Regions from separate parts of the Macaca mulatta genome. Here region 2 is linked to region 1. A link is a contact called in public Hi-C data. All regions are on one chromosome and are shown on one strand. The core of a region is the stretch at or near the end of the contact, and the rest is flanking DNA. Distances in the headings are between cores, read along the strand shown.

Region 1 (2,789 bases), core at 173-2,672:
GACATCTATTTTAGCACGTTTTAAGAGTAGGTACTTCTTTAGTATTTTCAAAGGGATCTGTCCATATTTCATCTTGATATGTTCTTTTCTGCCTAGCACAGTGTCTTGCCCATGGGAAGCATCCTATACATTTTAAATACATCTATACATTTTAATTGAATGCTAATAAATTACTCCCCCAACTCAGTAATAATGGACAGAAGGCCAAATGGAAGTGAGGGTGTGGTCATACTGGGAAGAGATTCTTGAAACTATCTGGTAGAAATAAGGCTTCTATTAATAAATCAGTCAATTCAATTAAACACTAGACTAATTTCCATTTAATCAGCTTCTGAATTTTGAGTGCAAGCAAAACAGTGTACAGTTTGGGTGAGTCTGGTTTGTTTTGTGTTTTCCACTATGAAAAAAATCAGAACCACTAGAGGTCACTCCAGTTATTAGCAAGAGACTGGTTAGGCTAGTCTTTTGTCTTATAGGACAAGGCAGCTCTTGCAAGCCTGCCTAAATTTTGCCATCAGCAGAAGCAGAATAAAAGTTAACTTAAATGCTCATAAATGGTCAGTACAAGTCTATGGTTTGCTCTGTCCCATTACGCCATCCTGATTGACCTTCCTCCGTACCATTTCTTTCCGCTGTACCACTTCAATAATAACCTCAGCAGCTGTGTCTACTGTGTGTTTATTATGCATCAGGCAACATTCCAAGGATTTTACATCATTATCATCTTTACTTTGTACAGCAACCCTATGAGGGCTGTACCATTACTGCTACCATTTTACAGAAGATAAAGTCAAGGCTCAGAGATTTCACAGAGCTGAGTGACAAGGCTGAGATTCAAACCCAGAGCCCACACTGGTAAACACAAATCGGATCCCATGAGCAACAACGGGATATGTTTGACTCTTATTTTCTATTTAAACAACAGGTTTAAATGTTGTAACAGGAGAAATATTTAGGAATGCATATATGTGGCAACAGGAAGCACTTTGGCATCCCTCAGATCATACTCTACAGGTCAGGCAAATGCAGAGATATGTGTGTGTGTGTGTGTTGTGTGTGTGTGTGTATTTGGGAGGTGAGAGAGAATAGAGGGGAGTATAGAAAATGAATCTAACAAGTTAAAGGTGGGATTGCTGTTCGACATAGTCAAATGGCCAGGTCAGCAGGCCCATAAGTCCATCACTTCCAAGTGACTTATCCAAAAGAAAAATGAAACACACCTTCCTAACCCTGCCATTAAAGAGATACTACTCAATCTGAGCAGCTGTTGTGTACTGTTTCTAAAGCCATGAAAGCATCTTTTCTACAGCATCTCAGAACATCTTTAACAATTTGGTGAAAGACCCAGGAGCTCTTATTCACACCCTGCTTCAAGCAGTAGAGAGCGCTGCTGGCTCAACAAAGCATTTTTTTTCCCCCAAGGAATGATAGTATCCATGTATTTACACAATACCTGTGCCTGTGGCAAGCCTGACTTAGATGAAGAAGTGGAGGCTGAAGGAATTTAGAGACACTTGCCTCAGGTTACAAAGCAAATCAACATAGATGGAGTTTAGCATCCCCAGCCCTGGAGTTTCCACTCAGTTCTTGGACTGCTACGACCCTGCATTGTGCTTGTTGGTATTAAACCTGAAGATCTCCCTTGTAGAAGGTTCTCACAGGATCCCTCTCACCAAAAGGTGACGGAGGATTACAGTTTACCCTAACAAGGCCAACATCTTAATCTCATAATGAAACCTTCTGAGAATCCCCTCTGCTTTCACTCTGAGCCCCCATAAAAACCAATCATCATGTATGCCCCTCCACCAAATGGTCGCTGCGATTGGCACCTGTCCTGGCCTTTGCCTTTGGAATGGAAAGTCAGGATAGTTTCAAAGTTTCGTATACAATAACAGGAAAAAAAAATGAAACAAAGGAACATTTTAAGCAGCAGTCCCCACCTCTGAGCTGTTTCTTTCCAATCTCAGCCAAAGTTTTGCATACCTCAAATCCCTTGAGAGCAGAGAAGACTATAAAACCAACAGTTAAGATTTTTTGGAGGGGGGGGCGGGACCAGTGGGGAGGTCACAACAGAGAAAATAAAAATTGTTATAAGTTTTATCTTCTAGCATAGCTTGCTGCCTTTCACAGTGTTCTAAAATGGCAAACAGAATTGAGAAGGAGGAAAAATTGAACTCCAATTTATTTATCTCACACTCTCTAGCATTAGTACAAGAAGTAGTATTTGCTGGAAAGATGTTAAAGTAGCATTTGCATTTCAAGTCAATCTTCACATTTTAGTTTATATATAAGGAACAATAAAAGTCATAGATTAAAGACTCTTTTCAACTTGAAAGGTGGGAAAACAGGATTTAAAGGAAAAGAAAGAGGAAACCTGGTAATAGATTGTGTCCTATATAACAATCAATATTCTCTAGTTGACGGGTTCATTAGCTATTAAAACCAAGAGCCTTTCTGGAGAAAAATCATTATAAAAAGTACCATGGATGGGGCTTACTGTTGTCAGAGAGGTAATGGTTATGCTAGAAAGTTCTCTGAAGAAGAAATCTGAAGAACTGCATCTTAGTGCATGTCAGTTTCTCAGGACCTCAGTTTCTTCACTTATAAAACCTGAGTAATAATATTCTATCATTTCTTTCTTGTTAACCTTTCTTGTAGACATGTTTTATATCATAAATATTTTATTAGAATCAAACAAGCCTTTTAATGTAATAGACGCAAGAAAAAATTTTATTAGCTAGCATCTTTCAATTAAGGTCTTAAAAAAATTCTCAGTTGATTACTCCCAT
Region 2 (2,808 bases), core at 33-2,532, 300 kb after region 1:
AAAAAACAAACTCCTTAATGTGAGAAAATAAAAAGCCATTGGAAACCTCTACTTGCTCTGAGCAGGCCATTTTCTAAACGCAACTCTGGTGTGTAACTTTGTATAATTAGGTATGTTTTGGGGGGTTGTCTTGCCATTACTTCCTTCAGTCCATTAATACGGAGAAAGCATCTCTCACCACACCATCAGCTTAAACTGTTGAATCCTGCCTAATAGCCTGAGCCAAGTTAATGGATGAAGTCCCTGGAGAGTTTTCAGGTGAAGGGGAAGCAGGAGGCTGCTACCCAAGAGAAGACAGAGGTATTAAAGCTGCTTTTTTGTTTTGTGTTTTTACCTCAATGCAATGTAAAATCAACATTTAAGAGATAGGTAAAATTATTTCTATAATTAGCTCAGACTGTAATATCCTTTTAATTGTCACTTTTCTACAAAACCATCTTTAACCATTTGCCTTTATAATTCTTAATCACTTTGGCCCACTCCTTAGAAATTTCAGTAATGATTCAAAATCAGTACAGTAAGGAAAAAAAATATTTATTTTCTAAAGTCATTACCTTGACAGGCAAAACAAAGCATGTTCTCAATTTCATTTAGAAATACATATTTTAAAAATACATAGACCAATATGGCCTGCCCAAACAGATATTTAACATGGTAAATATAAGGAATAAATTGTTTGAATATAAATATCTATAAAAAAATAAGTACGTCAAAATTCAATCCAACCTCTTTCATTAGCCGGTTATATAAAGGAAAATAATTTTACTGCTTTAAAGCATAACAAACACTTACTTTTCAATATATTTCATAAACCACCCTATGCCATTGTGTCTCCAAAAATCAAGGATAGGGAATCTCCTGATTTAATGATCTTTTTTTTTCTTATGGATCAGAGCTAGTAGATTACCATGAAAATATTATATCTACTGCTGACACATTAGACCAGACTTCTACGAGGCTAGGATTTAGTATGGGGGATGGAGAAAGGGGAAGCAGGGGTGGGAAGAGTTTGGGGAGGCAATAATTAAATGTGGGAATACTTCTGCCAGAGTGCAATATAGGTGAGGTAGACTCATATTCTTGAAACATATCCTGATTTACGGCAGTAACAGTTTCATTCAGTTTTGCGTTTTACAAATTTAAACAAAAGTCTTTTTTTTTTCTTTTTACTTGCATGTTTGTCTTTTGAGTATGTTTTCAATTTGTGCATTCCTTAGAAAATCTTTGCGTGGACTTTGGAGTTTCTCCCTGAAATGTGCCAGGCGCCTGAGTCAGACACAAACACTCCCTTAGGACCTTCGTCAGAAACTCCACCCTGGTGTGGAATCTCCTTCCTCTTTCTGGAGGATGCCACCCGAATTCGAATGTCACTGTGCATTTCTGCTTTCTGAGAGGTCCATTGTCATCCCCAGATGAAAGAAGAGACCAAAGCAGTTACCACCGATGCAAGCCAATGAAGACAGTTTGGGGGAACTCCTTAACCTTTCTTGGAATGTTTTGAACAAGGACGCTGGTCCTTTGCCAGTCAGGAACAAGCAGAGAGGATGCTCCTGCTCTGATCCCAGCCAGGGTGGAGAGTGCAGAGTCGGCCACAGGGCTCTCCGTGGAGGCTATGGCTTCAGACAGGCCCCGAAGGTCTGTCACCAATGTGCTCGGTTGTGGGTCACATAATGCTCTCTGGAGGGCTTGGCTTTCAGCCTGGGATCATGAAAAGATGATTTGACACTGTTTCTCATGGTCTCCGTCCTAATAAAGCAAGATAAGAGAAAACAAATGTTATCTTTAAAAAATCACCCTTTGGCAAGATAAACATCTAAAATCAGAATCTGGCACAAACAAAATCTGAATCTGGCTGTGAACTTTCACCACCCACCGCAACTCTTTGATAAAACCTCAAGTGATATCTATTACCATTGTAAAAATAAAGCTGGCCCCTATGCTTAGAATGGGAGAGAGGGGTCATATGGTCAAGTCTAAGGGGAATTGGGCAGTAAATACAAGTTTTAAATAAACTAGAGGTGTTCTGGTTTCTTCTGTAGCCCCAACCCAACCTTCACCACAATGCAACCCTGCCTTGAGGAACTCAGCTAGGTTTTGAATAGTTATGGCCATCTTAATAAATTGACAGTGATTTAGTTGAGAAGAGAGAAAAAGAAAAAAGAAAAGAGGCATACAGTAGGCCCAGAGCAAATACTTTATGGCAATTATTTTTAAATATATATATACATATATTTGCAGGCCTAATGTTTTCTTTTTACAGGAGAAGTACAGAGGGAAGAACTGTAATGTTGATTTAATAGTTGGCATAATAAAAACTCATACAAAATTCCACGTTCGTTCAGAAACTGATCTCGTGGGGAGCATTACTGGCCTTCAACCATAAGCATGGAAACTCTCATGGCAGGTATGAAGAAACCGATAGCTGAGGCTGCCCCACGAATCAGTAATAAACTTATAACTCAGAAGTAGTTCATGACTGCCTGCCCTGAGCTCAGAACACTTTAATCACAGGACTTCTTGCCACTGGATTTCTAGAAAAGTTTCCATAGACCATGACAGAGAAAAGCAGAACATGTGATAGATCAGAGAGTGGGTTTCCTCCTTCGAGCTTGTGAGTTCCAAAAAGTTTGGGATTTGGAAGCATTATCACCAAAGAGCAGCTCAGAGCAACTCTATGATGTTGCCAAATCCAGATCCCTTCTCCGTCCCAGCGCATGACTGACCAGGAAAAGAGAGAGCTTTTTGGAATGACATTGGCTCTGCACCAAATACATTTCCCTATTAAAAAAAAAAAAGAGATCATAAACC

What was found. A called contact is a pair of places that touch in the nucleus more often than the background predicts.
Region 2: a contact with region 1 is called in a Hi-C map of fibroblasts, with 2.6 times the contacts expected there. The contact joins two enhancer-like sites. A contact is called at or near these places in 5 of 14 Hi-C or Micro-C datasets (blood, cortical neurons, fibroblasts and 2 more).

Annotation. Positions count from the first base shown.
Region 1 is chr4:170,518,474-170,521,262 of T2T-MMU8v2.0, forward strand. No RefSeq gene overlaps it. Among named protein-coding and RNA genes, the nearest start is that of PHACTR1, 110 kb to the left of the region's middle. Within about 2 kb of position 1,423, at least 1 of the 40 cell types and tissues checked has an H3K27ac peak or open chromatin away from gene starts, as enhancers often do.
Region 2 is chr4:170,822,874-170,825,681 of T2T-MMU8v2.0, forward strand. It overlaps EDN1 (endothelin 1), which reads right to left. Exons shown (of 6, transcript XM_078001356.1): 6 at 514-1,746. The coding sequence ends at 1,641. Among named protein-coding and RNA genes, the nearest start is that of EDN1, 36 kb to the right of the region's middle. Within about 2 kb of position 1,283, at least 1 of the 40 cell types and tissues checked has an H3K27ac peak or open chromatin away from gene starts, as enhancers often do.